Linked DNA regions of Sus scrofa: region 2 is linked to region 1. A link is a contact called in public Hi-C data. All regions are on one chromosome and are shown on one strand. Each heading gives the region's core, a stretch centred on a gene start, on an enhancer-like site or on the middle of the called end of the contact. The rest is flanking DNA. Distances are from core to core; before and after follow the strand shown. Region 1 overlaps LAMC1 (laminin subunit gamma 1). Region 2 overlaps LAMC2 (laminin subunit gamma-2).

Region 1 (3,551 bases), core at 383-2,882:
TGGATTTTCTTTTTTCATACAGTTATAGAAACATTAGGTTTAAAGCCTATTGAAAGAAGGAGAAAGATATATATTCTCTATGAGCTTCAGAAAAGGGTGTGGATTCAATTCACAGGATAGAAAGAGCTATCTTTTGTTCCTTTTGATACATTCCTTCTAAGGTGCTCAAAGCACCCTCACGTATCTTATCCTGTTTATACTTATATCAATCCTGAAAGGCCAACATTGTACCAATACTGTTGGAGTCTGTGACCTGTTTTCTTCTCGGAGAGCGTGAAGGCTTAGAGTTGTCCCTGGTCGAGGAGGCTGAAGGCAGCAGGTTCAATGTCATAGTCGGACTCCCCAGGCTCTCGCAGGCTGCGGCAGAGTCCTCTGCTGCTCTCTAGAACTCCCGCCGGCAGCCTGGGAAGGCGCGGTGAGAACTGCTGCAGTTTGAACACAGCTTAATTGTTTGTACGCTTTTTCCCCTTGCGTTCCATTTCTCAAATTTCCTCATTGTTTCTATCCAAAAAATTTTGCATTGTCTTGACCCAAAAACCTAGGAAAAACAATTCTGTGGTAGGAAGCTCAAAGCTACTCTTTTATATCCTGGCCAGATCTATTTGTGAGTGCATCTGTTCTCTGATACTTTAGATGCTTCCTCTTCCATTGCCATTTCCTGTGACTCATGTCCAAGTGTATTTGTTCAGGTTTCATGGAATTTTCCCAAATATCTTTACCTTTAGTTGATTTTTTAAGTGTCAGTTGTATTGCCCCAATTTGTGTGTGTGTGTGTGAAAGACAGCGAGAGATTGTACGGTTGCAGGGGGAGAGGGAGTTTTAGAAGAAGGTCACTTAATTATGAAAATTTTCTGAGAATAGGACATTTCTAATAATCAAGTCCCTAGGACTGTCCTTGGAGTGTCCATGTTTTGCTTCTGAAGTGTAGTTTTATATTCTTCTTTTAAAAGTAACTTGCTTCTGCTTGATGGGTTTTATTAGGACTACACCTCCATGTATTCTTGAGTGAAAAAAGGAGCTAAAGTTGATCTTTGAAATACAAATAGAGTCACTGTAGGCAAACTGACTGCTTCTTTATGACTCTCACGTGAATTAAAAATAACATCCTCAACATGAAGATAGGTTTTTTGTTTTTTGTTTTTTGTTTTTAATCCTAACAGTGGGAGAGAACAGTTTCATGAAGTTTCATGAATTAGAAGCGGAGAGACCATCTGAAAATTAGATCTGTTGACTCATTGGGAAAAAAACATTTCAAAGAGATGAAAACGTACCATCGAGACTACCTTGAGCAATTATCTGTTTTCTCTGTACAGGCTTCACAGGCTGCTCAGGAAGCCGAGATCAATGCCAGAAAGGCCAAAAACTCTGTTACCAACCTCCTCAACCTTATTAATGACCTCTTGGAGCAGCTGGGTAAGTAACCACAGAGTCTTTGTGGGCAGTCTCAGACTCCTTTGTATTGTTCTTAGGATCTGAGATCATTGACTCAAAAGTAGATACTAAAGTGTGAAGATTGTATGAACTGAATCATGACTTTAAGTTGTGTTAATTCACCAAGTACTTACTAGGTCCTTCCGTGGACTTCGGCCTTGGAATCTGAACGTGGTCCAAGAACTGAATAAAGTTTTGAAGATATGCTGCCAGCTGAGGTGGCTCATTTATGGTCAGGGTTTATGATACAGTTGAGCAGTGATTATTCTTAGTTCATCCTGCTGGCAGAGTGTCTTTGAAGGATTTAAAGTGAAGGATTTCAATGATAGAATAAAAGCACACTTTAAAGGACAGTTGGTTAAAGGATAATCTGATGAGGTGACAGTTTTGATACCAAAAGAGAGAAAAGGCTTTCTTTTTGAAGAAACTATAAGCATATCCCTTTAATCTAATTTGATCGAGAGCAGGCCTCATTATAGGGCCAGTGTACTTTTGTCACCAGCCTGCATTATAAAGTGGTACTACTCTAGCCAGTCCAGCATTGTAAAGAGGCATTCTTTTTTCACGTGCTACCCTTTAAAGTTTGGTTTTGGTCAGTGTTTTGTTTTGGGGCTAGGGTGGGGGGAAGGGGGGGTTAGAGGGGTATGTGATATTTTTATCTCTCTCAGTTATCAAGAATAATAAATTATGTGCCAGCAGATGGATTTTAAAATGAAAGTAAGCTAGAAGAGGCAGCTTTTTGTGGCAGAAAAAGCTGGATTTTAGTTAGGCTCACGTTGGAACCTTTGTTGCTTGGAAGCCATGCACATTTGGGTAAATGATCTAACATCTGAGACTCATTCGTGTAAAACGGGCTTGTGAGAATTTCATCGAGTACAGTTTCCATGAAGTGTTGGTCATTGTGCAGCTGGCTGTGTGCTTTCGTTTAACACAGAAACAGTTCTTCTCAAAAGAACCTCTTTTTTGAGCCGATTTTAAAGCGAAGCTTTGCTGAAATTATTTCAGCCTTTCGACCCTGGCTGTGCTCCATAGGAGGGCTCATGGAAGCAGGCCATGACTCCCCAAACAACCCAGCTTCCCTGGGATCTAAGAGCTGAGGGCTCTAGCTTTAAGATTTTTGTGTTCATCAGAGGGCACTGAAAAGACACAATGACTGTAGAAACATGTTCATGCAAACATGAGAAAGGTATGAAGTGTTATTCGATGCTCTTCAAGACCACAAGAGAGGCTTCAGGTCCGGAGCATGGTAGCTCCCTATTTAGAAAATATTTCGGAGTTCCCGTCGTGGCGCAGTGGTTAACGAATCCGACTTAGGAACCATGAGGTTGCGGGTTCGGTCCCTGCCCTTGCTCAGTGGGTTGACAATCCGGCGTTGCCGTGAGCTGTGGTGTAGGTTGCAGATGCGGCTCGGATCCCGGGTTGCTGTGGCTCTGGCGTAGGCCAGTGGCTACAGTTCCGATTCAACCCTTGGCCTGGGAACCTCCATATGCCGCAGGAGCGGCCCAAGAAATAGCAAAAAGACAAAAAAAAAAAAAAAAAAGAAAAAAGAAAATATTTCACAAAAACCATTTCCTCGGAGAAATAACCCTCCAACTCCAATGTTCATGATATGCTCTGGCCCGTCCCTTCTGGGTTGGGCCAGAGTGTGGACTTGGTGTGCCTTGTTCATGCCCTTGTGGGACAGGAGTCACGGCCTCGGGCCACTTTTGCATCGTGGCAGCTGCTGGACTTCCTTTTCGAAAAGGCTGGTGGGGGTCCTTGTGGACTGATGTTAGCCTTTTCCTGCTGAGTGTATCTGTCCTCTTCTGTGCCCTTTCTGACTCCACAGGGCAGCTGGACACAGTGGACCTGAACAAGCTCAATGAGATTGAAGGCACCCTGAACAAAGCCAAAGATGAAATGAAAGTCAGTGATCTCGACAGGAAGGTGTCCAACCTGGAGAATGAAGCCAGGAAGCAGGAGGCTGCCATCATGGACTATAACAGAGACATTGAGGAAATCCTCAAGGACATCCGCAACCTGGAAGACATCAGGAAGACCTTGCCCTCCGGCTGCTTCAACACCCCGTCCATAGAGAAGCCCTAGCGTCCTCCGTTAGGGCTGGAAGGCAGCACCCCGGC
Region 2 (3,551 bases), core at 698-3,197, 83 kb after region 1:
GTCCGCACACGGGCCAATGCAGTCCACACCCTCCTAGGGCACGTGGCTCTGCGTTTGAGGGGTGCTGCGTTTCTTTAAAAATATAACAATAAAAGGAACAAGAGAAGGGGAGTGTCGCTTTGGAGGAAAGCAGATGCCTTTAAGGCTGGGAGAAAAGGTTGATTAATTGAAGTAAAGTTTGAGTTTTGATTGAAAGCTTGCATATCTGGAGAACTGATCGTCTTCGGTGCTGTTTAAAGGGGGTGCGTCTCCCCTGGTGACGGCATGGAGCGTAAGTATAAACATAGTATGTTTGTATTATCAAGAATTGGGGGAACTTGGGTTGAATTTCTCAGACTCAACCTGTAGGGACTTTAAGGTTTATGTTTAGATTGTGGAGAGAGACCCTCATGCTCTTCTGAGAATCCCGACTACATACTTTTAAGGGGATGGAATTTTGCTTTTAGTTAAAAGAGGGAATTCTCAAAGTCCTCTTTCTTTAACCCCTGCAGGTTGGAGAAAACCAAGTCTCTGGCCCAGCAGTTGTTGCTGGAGGCCACTCAAACCGACCTTGAAGCAGATAGGGCTTATCAGCAGAGCCTTCGTCTTCTCAATTCTGCGTCTCAGCTGCAAGGGGTCAATCATCAGTCCTTTCAGGTAAGGGCCTCTAGCCTATATTCTGATGTACAGAAGAAGGACCTTATGCTTTCTGCTCTGGGGATGCCATTGTATCGTTCAATCATTCAGTTTTTTCTCCATATTGACCTTTCTCGCTGTAGATTAGGAAGAGTATTTATCCACTTCATTATCCATTTCCTTGTTCTTAAGTCCCAATCTTTTTTTTTTTTTTTTTTTTTTTTTTTTGTCTTTTTGCCATTTCTTGGGCCACTCCCGAGGCATATGGAGGTTCCCAGGCTAAGGGTTTAATCGGAGCTGGAGCCACAGGCCTATGCCAGAGCCACAGCAACTCCGGATCCGAGCCGCGTCTGCAGCCTACACCACAGCTCACGGCAACGCCGGAGCCTTAACCCACTGAGCAAGGCCAGGGATGGAACCCACAACCTCCTGGTTCCTAGTCGGATTCGTTAATCACTGAGCCACGACGGGAACTCCGTAAGTCCCAATCTTGGTCCCTGATAAAAGCTTTGGTTCACATCCTGAACCTGTTAGTGGACAAAAGGTGTCTTTCTCTTTCTTAGTTCTGGTACTGTTGAAACCTATGTTAGATAAAATGTGATATTTGCACTTGGGTCTAGCCTATAGTATATCTCCATGTACAGCCACTCAGAAGGCTTCTGTTTTGCTCAAAAGTTTTGCACTGTATCTGTCATCAATTCCCTTATGCTAGATTTATTGGATTAAGATTCAGTTTTCTACGTATGGCAGAAAGCACTCAATGATTTCGACAAACATGTCCCCATGTATATATAAACTAAGATATAAAATAATCATAAAAAATAAAACAGACACAGCATCTCTTTGATGCTTGGGGGCCTTGCTGCCTGACTTTCGTGAGGAATGTTGCCTCATTTCTGTTAGACTTCGGGCCTGGACTGTAGTTTTCAAACAGTGATGTCAGGTCCCAGGAAGGCTGGTGTGGCACCTGGTGAGCAGGAAGTCAGGCTCATTCATTTTTGGGGGCTCGCAGGTAGAAGTGAAGAGGATCAAAGAAAAAGCTGATTCTCTCTCAAGCCTGGTGACTCAGCGTTTGGATGAGTTCGAGCACGTGCAAAGCAATCTGGGAAACTGGGAAGAAGAAACCCGGAAGCTCTTGCAGAATGGGAAGAATGGGAGACAGGTATCCTTCGTTCATTTGTTCGCTCGACAAGCGTGTGTTGAATGCCTACTGTGTGAATTAATGCAGTTAAGGAGGACCATCACAAACCCTCTGAAGGTTATGGTGCTGCTGCTTATAAAGATCATAATGTAATAGCTCAGCTCCACCCACTGAATCAGTCCTCAAGTCTAGGAATAGGACTCAGGCCTCCTGGGTCTAATTTTGGTCCAGCTCTGTCTGCTAGCTTGGCTTCAGGAGGTATCTAGAGTTTAAAATGAGAATTTGCAAAACTATTCTTGTCCCTGATAGTGGACTAGAGTTTGAAACTGTCCTCTGTGTGGGATACTTTGGCGGTATTGGGTTATAAAGTTTGTCCCAAGTTGCGGAGGGGTTTGCTACAACACCCCTAGACTCTTCTCGAATCCCAGTTCTCTCTTGTCGTGAAGAGAAATGTGTCAGAGTGACGATGCTGGCAGGAGGGCACGTCCTGGGTGTGTGTTACATTCACGCTGACCTTATTCTGTCTGCCTGTTTACAGAAATCAGATCAGCTGCTTTCCCGGGCCAACCTTGCTAAAAGCAGAGCCCAAGAAGCACTAAGTATGGGGAATGCCACTTTTTATGAAGTTGAGAACATCTTAAAGAACCTCAGAGGTGAGTATTTCATGGTTCAGGTCACTTGAGTATTTTAAAGGTATGACCATGACTTTGGTTTATTTTGAATCCTCATAAATCTCTCGAGTGACAGGTACACTGGGATATTAATAGACACTTAATAAACATCTTTCCAAAGAAAAGCATTTTAAAAATATTTGATGTAGAAAGACTCAAACTAGATGTCAGAGGCTTGAGTTCTGATCTCTCCTGAGCCACGTGCCCAGGCTGAGCCAGCTGTGTGACTGTAGGCAAGTCACATAGCCTTTCCAGTGATAGGTTCCTTGGGGGACAGGGGATGTGACTGTTTGGGTTGAGAAACACAAGATAAGGACATATGGAAGGTCACTTCTGAGACATGATCGACCAAGGAGTGACTCTTGTGCCTGCTCGAGTCAATGCCTGTCCTTGGCAGGGCAGTTACAACACTTATGAGTGGGGAGGAGACGCTGCTCCTCTGCCACACCCTCCCCTGCACATGGGTCCCAACACGCTCCTCTCTCTACCAGCCCTTTAGAAGCACAAAGCCGCCTCAGTCGTCGCTGATGCCATCTCGGGCATTCAGGTGCCTTCATAAATCCCTCTTGCTTTTCGGACTTGGCCTTAGGCATTCTTCCCTCGACAAACCTAACATCCAGATCCCAATTTCCCCTCTTTAAAAGGAGAATTTTTTTTTTTTGTCTTTTTTAGGGCCACTCCCACAGCATATGCAGGTTCCCAGGCTAGGGGTCGAATCGGAGCTATAGCCTCCACCCTACGCCAGAGCCACAGCAACGTGGGATCCGAGCCGTGTCTGTGACCTACACCACAGCTCATAGCAACACTGGATCCTCAACCCCCTGAGCGAGGCCAGGGATCAAACCCACAGCCTCATGGTTCCTAGTCAGATTCGTTAACCACTGAGCCACGACGGGAACTCCAAAAGGGAGAAATTTGAACTAAATGATTGCTCTGGTCCCTCATGGATCCAGCATCCCACTACCATACAGATAATTTTCTTTTCTTTCTGTCTGTCTTCCCTTCCTTCTTTCTTTCTTTTTATTTAAAGTATAGTTGCTTTACAGTGTTGTGCCAATTTCTTCTGTATAGCCAAGTGACCCAGTCACATACACATGTATACACTCTTTTTTTTTTTTTTGTAT

What was found. A called contact is a pair of places that touch in the nucleus more often than the background predicts.
Region 2: a Hi-C map of skeletal muscle shows a contact between it and region 1, with 3 times the contacts expected there. The contact joins two enhancer-like sites. A contact is called at or near these places in 9 of 47 Hi-C or Micro-C datasets (embryonic fibroblasts, fibroblasts, heart right ventricle and 4 more) and 1 of 2 datasets of contacts at active chromatin or transcription factors (skeletal muscle).

The regions. Positions count from the first base shown.
Region 1 is chr9:124,399,694-124,403,244 of Sscrofa11.1, forward strand. LAMC1 (laminin subunit gamma 1) reads left to right here. Exons shown (of 29, transcript NM_001271715.1): 28 at 1,314-1,413; 29 at 3,260-3,551. The coding sequence ends at 3,516. Among named protein-coding and RNA genes, the nearest start is that of LAMC2, 26 kb to the right of the region's middle. Within about 2 kb of position 1,633, at least 10 of the 83 cell types and tissues checked have an H3K27ac peak or open chromatin away from gene starts, as enhancers often do. A contact at or near this core is called in skeletal muscle, where this site is marked.
Region 2 is chr9:124,482,289-124,485,839 of Sscrofa11.1, forward strand. LAMC2 (laminin subunit gamma-2) reads left to right here. Exons shown (of 26, transcript XM_021063802.1): 20 at 492-636; 21 at 1,628-1,777; 22 at 2,295-2,409. Among named protein-coding and RNA genes, the nearest start is that of LAMC2, 57 kb to the left of the region's middle. Within about 2 kb of position 1,948, at least 4 of the 83 cell types and tissues checked have an H3K27ac peak or open chromatin away from gene starts, as enhancers often do. A contact at or near this core is called in skeletal muscle, where this site is marked.